Linked DNA regions of Sus scrofa: region 2 is linked to region 1. Evidence: chromatin contacts called from public Hi-C data. All regions are on one chromosome and are shown on one strand. Each heading gives the region's core, a stretch centred on a gene start, on an enhancer-like site or on the middle of the called end of the contact. The rest is flanking DNA. Distances are from core to core; before and after follow the strand shown.

Region 1 (3,204 bases), core at 222-2,721:
TTCTTTTCTCTGGTCATTAGGATTGAAAGGCTGGGTAAATGGGGAGGAGACGTTTCCCTCCCTCCCTCCCTTTCCCTCTCTCTCTCTCTCTCTCTCTCTCTCTCTCTCACACACACACACACACACAAAACATGTACTATTTTAAAAATTCCATAAGATTTATCAACCTCTCTTCTAAAATGTTAAAGCTGAAAACGACAACCTGTGTGGCAGACTATACGTTGTAGGTGGTTAGGGAGGAAGCAGGGAGGGCCGTGGTAGCCAGAAGTTTGCTGGGTTATAGTAGAGGCCCTCTTTTATGACATGGCAAAGAATAACGAGATCCTGGGAAGTAAAAACGAATATCTGTGCAGCACAAGGGGACTGAGTGAAAGAGTTTTACAATGAAAATGAGCGAAAAAAATCTACTGTAGATTGGGATTGGGATGAACAATTGCTCCCTCTACATGGGCAAAAAAAAAAATTATTATTATTATATTTTTGTCTTTTTAGGGCCGCACCCGCGGCACATGGAGGTTCCCAGCCTAGGAGTCTAATCAGAGGTACAGCTGCTGGCCTACCCCACAGCCAAAGCAACGCCAGATTCCAGCCGCATCTGCAACCTACACCACAGCTCATGGCAACTCGGGATCTTTAACCCACTGAGCGAGACCAGAGATCTAACCGGCAACCTCATGGTTCCTAGTTGGATTCGTCTCCGCTGCGACACGATGGGAACTCCTATGTGGGCAAAAATCTTAAAAGTTCTAGATGAGGAGTTCCTATCCTGGATCAGCGGTAACGAACCAACTAACATCCACAAGGATGAGGGTTTGATCCCTGGCCTCGCTTGGTGGGTTGAGGATTCCATGTTGCCCTGAGCTAAAGTATAGGTTGCCGATGCAGCTTGGATCCCACATGGTTGTGGCTTCGGTGTAGGCCAGCAGCTGCAGCTCCCATTCCACCCCTAGCCTGGGAACTTCCATATGGAGAGGGTGCAGCCCTAAAAAAATAAATAACTAAAAATTAAGAAAAAAATAAAAATAAGTTCTAGATGAGTAAGAAAATGTCTGAGTATTTGAGTTTGTCATGACATGTTACCAGTTTTGGGGGTTCCCTCTCCCCTCTCCCAGGGCAAGGCCATCAAGCCTAGCTGTCTCCATGTGCTTCAAAGAGACGGACTTGAGCTCTAGAGCTGCCTCTGCTTCCTTATCTCCTTCCACATGCTGCTCCCAACTCCATCCCTTAGGGACAGCTTTCTGTGCCCTCACTTCCCCCAACCATGGCGCCTTCTCAGCCTCCGCCAGCAGGTCTTCCCTTAGCACAGGCTGTTCCTGAAAGTCCATCTCTTCCAGGGAGCTGCTACATGGCTAATTTGCCTTCCTTGGCCTCCAAAACGCTTCTCCTGTCCCACCATAGCCTCCCACCTCCACTGCCACCTGCCCAGGCCAAATCTCCACCTTCCCCGCCCCGCCCCCTCCTGCTTTCGGTCTTAGCTCTTAACACCCAGGCTCCAGACTGCTTGTGGAATGAGCTTTCCTGTAGTAAATGAGAGCCCGTCCTTAGTCAGACTGCGGATAAATGTTTAACAAGAGCCGGGAGGGAGTATCTCTGTATCCATCTATTGCACATTTTACTGATAGAAAGAATGCAGAGAACATTATTCACCAAAAAATAATAAAATATACAACACTTTACAATAAATCCCACTGATTTTCACTGAATGGCTTGATTGATTTTTGCCAAACTCTAATATCTATAATCAACCTACAGCTGCAATTCAATTGTGTTTGGCAAAAGCAGATCATGTTTGGTTAATATTCAATTTGGCAAAGAAGTTGCTCATGCCACTGAAGTTCAAACATGAACCATGGTTGATTTTTTTTTTTTTTTAATTAATGAAGGAGATGAAAGTGAAACAAAAAGGTGGACACGTGGACTGCACTTTGTTAATGCCATGAGTGCTTCTTTGTTGATCCGATAATAGTTTTCACGTGCTGGAAAACTATTCCTCCATTTTTTCGTGATCATAAACGAACACACTTTGCAATTCAATCTTTACTGTTAAATTCTCTCACTTTCTTAGGTTTAGACAATCGGCAAAATGAATCAAGCTCTGATTTACATGGTTTTCCAACTTCTGTGGTGTAAATACTCCACCACGACTGGTTTCAAACTGCTGAAATGACATCTTCGAATGCAGAGTGGGGGAAAGATGTGTCCCATCATTATCGTTATGTAGGAGAGCTGGTATACAGCGCAGACAGAAGTAACCTGAAAACATAGCTAGTCGTAAAATAACTAAGAAGTAAAGTGTGGAGCATTCATTACTTTTGTTTTTAAAGGATTATTTTATTTCATTATACATTTCTAAATAATTTAGTTGTTAATCTTGGCCATGATTAATGACTGACTTACCAGAATTCCGGAAAATGTAACCATTAGCTCCCCAAGTGGGCACAGCTGGCTCCACACACTTCTCCGTTGCCACTCCTCTGCTGAAACCCTCAGACCACCCATTCCACTGATGACCCCTATTTCACTGATTATGCGGAGAATGCGCTAAGAGAGGTCATGACAATGTCTGATAAAATTAGTCATTACTTTGGTTGTGGTGAATTAGTGACGCAAAATTCTGCATATCCCTCCCTGTTCTCCCAAGCTTGGTGTTTAAAAACTACTTTTGTATGCATGATCCTCTGTGACTTACAGATTCCTGTGAGATTGTTGGGGGGTAGATATTAAGCTTCTTTACAGGTAGAAAAACAAAGCATAGAAGAACAGAATGACTGGCCTCAGCCCATTCAGTTAAGTAAATGACAGAACAGTATGTCAGATGCAGGTCTTATACTGAAAAACAAGGGGCTAGAGAAAATATGATTGGCTAATACAGACATCCCATTAAAAAGTGGTAACAAATGTCCTTTCTAACATTCCCTAGTTTGCTGTGAAACATGGTCATATCTTGTTAAGGGATCCCTACACCAGGATGTTTTGATCTTTTAACTCCACCATTTCTAACTTAGGATAAAATAAAGCCCAGTGTGACCTAATAAAGAAATAAGGTATTGGCACCAAAATGGAAATGTAGGTTCTCAAAATGAGCTGAGAGGTTCCACCTAGAAATGGAGCAGATTGAAACAATCTCTACCAAAGAAACATGGGACAGAAAAGGAGATTAAATCAGAAGAGGAAGAAAGCTAATGACATAATGGCCAGCCACAA
Region 2 (3,204 bases), core at 522-3,021, 170 kb before region 1:
AGTTGTGATGGAGGTGATGATGCTGGCAGTGATAATAGTGATGATGCTGATGGTAACAGTTGTGATGGAGGTGATGTTGGCAGTGATAATGGTGATGATGCTGATGGTAACAGTTGTGATGGAGGTGATGTTGGCAGTGATAATGGTGATGATGCTGATGGTAACAGTTGTGATGGAGGTGATGATGTTGGCAGTGATAATAGTGATGATGCTGATGGTAACAGTTGTGATGGAGGTGATGTTGGCAGTGATAATGGTGATGATGCTGATGGTGACAGTTGTGATGGAGGTGATGATGTTGGCAGTGATAATGGTGATGATGCTGATGGTGACAGTTGTGATGGAGGTGATGTTGGCAGTGATAATGGTGATTATATGATGCTCACGGTGACAGTTACAGTGATGCTGATGGTGACAGTTGTGATGGTGGAGATGATGATAAATGGTAATATTAGTGATGATGATGATGATGGGGTGGTGGTGATAAACCAGCATTTGAGGACCTAGGTTGGGCCCATCGCTCAGAAGGATATAAAACTAGAAGTTTGAGTGAGAACTACTGCTTTCAAGAATGTTTGGTGAGATTAAATTAAAATTCTTGAAAAACTATTCAACAGCTTGCTATTATTAGCAATGAGGATATTTCACATTTAGTCAGCATTCACTTCTATGCCAGGCATGGCTCCAAGTAGTTTATATATATTTCTTTCTTTTTTTTTTTTTTTTGTCTTTTTGGGGCCACACCCAAGACATATGGAGGTTCCCAGGTTAGGGGTCGAATTGGAGCTACAGCTGTCCGCCTACACCACAGCCACAGCAGTGCCAGATCTGAGCCATGTCTGTGACTTAGACCACAGCTCACAGCAATGCTGGATCCTTAACCCACTGAGCAAGGCCAGGGATCGAACCTGCATCCTCATGGATGCTAGTCAGGTACGTTACCACTGAGCCACAATGGGAACACCTATATTTCAATTAATCCTTACAATACCCCTTTGAAGAACAAAATGTAATTAGCTCCATGTCAGATTAGAAAGCCTTGGCCCAGAAAGTTTAAGTGTCTGATCTGTGGTCACACTGCTGGGAAGAAATAAAGCAGAATTCAAGCCCAGAACTGTCCAACTCCAGAGTCCAAGCTCACAAACACTGCACTACAGTGCCTGTGTCCCCTCCATGTGTACTGCAGCTATTCTAAGAAGGAAAAGGACTGTGTGCTCTGAGATGGTAGAGAGTACATAAGCTTGAGTGGTTCTTATGAGAAATCCACATAAAAAACTATAAGAGTGTTTGTGGTACCTATGATGGTTTAAGCTGGAGACTGCAAACAAGTACATCACAGAGAGAGTTTCTTGGCCCCACACAATATTTCTAACATTTAAAACCAGATTTTACCTTTGAAATCCAGATGTCTTGCTTTTCTTTATCTGTTGAATGATCTGAAGAACTGGATCATAGTCCAGAATGGCTTTATTTAACTGGAGCAGCTGCTACCTTTAGCTCAGGTAGTTGTTCTTGAGCTTGTCCAGTGCCCCCAACTCCCTGTTTCCTCGGCCTGCAAACATCACTTGTTTGTACACCTGGCCTTGCCCTGTTGATCCGTAAAGAAGACCCTACTGTGGAGGCTCACACACCGGACCAGGGTGCAGTTCAGGTCATGGCCAAGCAGAGATCCTTGCCCAGTAAATGCCGAAGCTGAAGGAAGAGAGCAGGACCTGCCTCTGATGGACCAGCTGTCTCCCCCCAGGGAAGATGGGTCTGTTGCTATAGCAACCGGGGTTTGCTCTGATCAGCTCGACCATCAACCAAGGACTCCTAATCATGCATCGCCTGTCCTTCCTACCCTCCTTGCTGGCTACTGATCATGAGTTCCCTTCTCCCCCTTTCACAACAATATTCTTAACTCACCTCTCATCATTTTTACTGTGATCTTTCCCCTAAAAGGGTTTAGAAAGTTATTTTTGTCTTGTTTTTAACTTTCCACAGGTAGTCGCTCATGTTCACAAGAGAACAGGACCCTAACCACACCATAAAATAATATAAGACCTCCCTTTAAGCCTTTTGTTGAAAAGGGAGCAGATGAAAATAAAGATAGAGATAAGCAGACATCTTGTTTGTATCACAGACACATCAACTATCTTACTTGATCTTCAGAGTAGCCTGGTGCAGTGGGCAGAGTGGGGAGACATGAGCGCAGTTTTTGAAGACTATAGCTTTGAAATGCAATCATCTCAAAGGTTCAGTGGTCAGTAGGCAGGAGAAGGTGGATTAGTGCCCAGGCCTGGCCTGGGATGAGTCAGCGCAGACCTAACTCAGCACCTGCCTCCCAGTTCGTTTACCCTTATCGCAGACCTTTGCTCTGGAAGAACTGAAACTGAAATGCCCAGGCCAAGGAGCTGTGAGTTCTTCTGCCCCTCCTCCCTCTCTCCCCACTTCCAAGAATATGCCAGGCCCTGTGCTGGCCCCAAGCCGCACGGTAAAGTCTGTGTGAATAATGCCAAGAAAGGATGGCTCAAATGCTACAAGAATTCCACTTCATGCATACATGGCTCTTTATGCTTTTTGTCCTAAGAAAGCTTGTAAAGTCATTTTGTACAAACTGCACATGCAGAGTGTGTATCCATTTTACAGACAGAATCAAGGCTCCAAAAAGCTAAGTGACACGCAGCTAGTCAGCTGTAGAGCTGGGAATCAAAGCCTGGTCTTAACACTCTGGGATCAATGACCTTTGCACTACCGATACTACCCACGCCTAACAGTGCCTAGCGCACATACTAGGTGCTCGAGAAGGGCTCGCCAAACATCAGCGAGCATCCATCCCTCTCAGAAAGGCTCAGAACCTCTAACACATCCCCATTTCCCCTTTACAGCCAGGAAGACAAGCCTCTCAGGAATCTTGCAAACCTATTGCTCCGTCAAAGTCAGCAGTGCCTGAAATTAATCACTATCATTTTCACCTAAAGCAACATATGAAGCTAGAGAGATATAAAAACAAACACCTCTGCTGAGGCAGATAACTGCAGATAAAGCTTTTTCTTAGCTTTGTTGACATTCTTCATTGCCCAAGGACAATCTGTTAAGAAGAAAATATTTTTCTTCAAACCACATTCCAGACTCAAAGTCCAATATTGAATAGTAAGCAGTAAGTAAAGCGAATTGCTTAACCTCCTCATGCTCTCTCTCCCCAGGTGAGTGTCCAAACCGACC

What was found. A called contact is a pair of places that touch in the nucleus more often than the background predicts.
Region 2: a contact with region 1 is called in a Hi-C map of liver, with 5 times the contacts expected there. The contact joins two enhancer-like sites. A contact is called at or near these places in 3 of 47 Hi-C or Micro-C datasets (embryonic fibroblasts, liver and skeletal muscle) and 1 of 2 datasets of contacts at active chromatin or transcription factors (alveolar macrophages).

The regions. Positions count from the first base shown.
Region 1 is chr2:144,935,893-144,939,096 of Sscrofa11.1, reverse strand. It overlaps a transcript of NR3C1 not described here. Among named protein-coding and RNA genes, the nearest start is that of NR3C1, 7.8 kb to the right of the region's middle. Within about 2 kb of position 1,471, at least 8 of the 83 cell types and tissues checked have an H3K27ac peak or open chromatin away from gene starts, as enhancers often do. A contact at or near this core is called in liver, where this site is marked.
Region 2 is chr2:145,108,323-145,111,526 of Sscrofa11.1, reverse strand. No RefSeq gene overlaps it. Among named protein-coding and RNA genes, the nearest start is that of NR3C1, 180 kb to the right of the region's middle. Within about 2 kb of position 1,771, at least 10 of the 83 cell types and tissues checked have an H3K27ac peak or open chromatin away from gene starts, as enhancers often do. A contact at or near this core is called in liver, where this site is marked.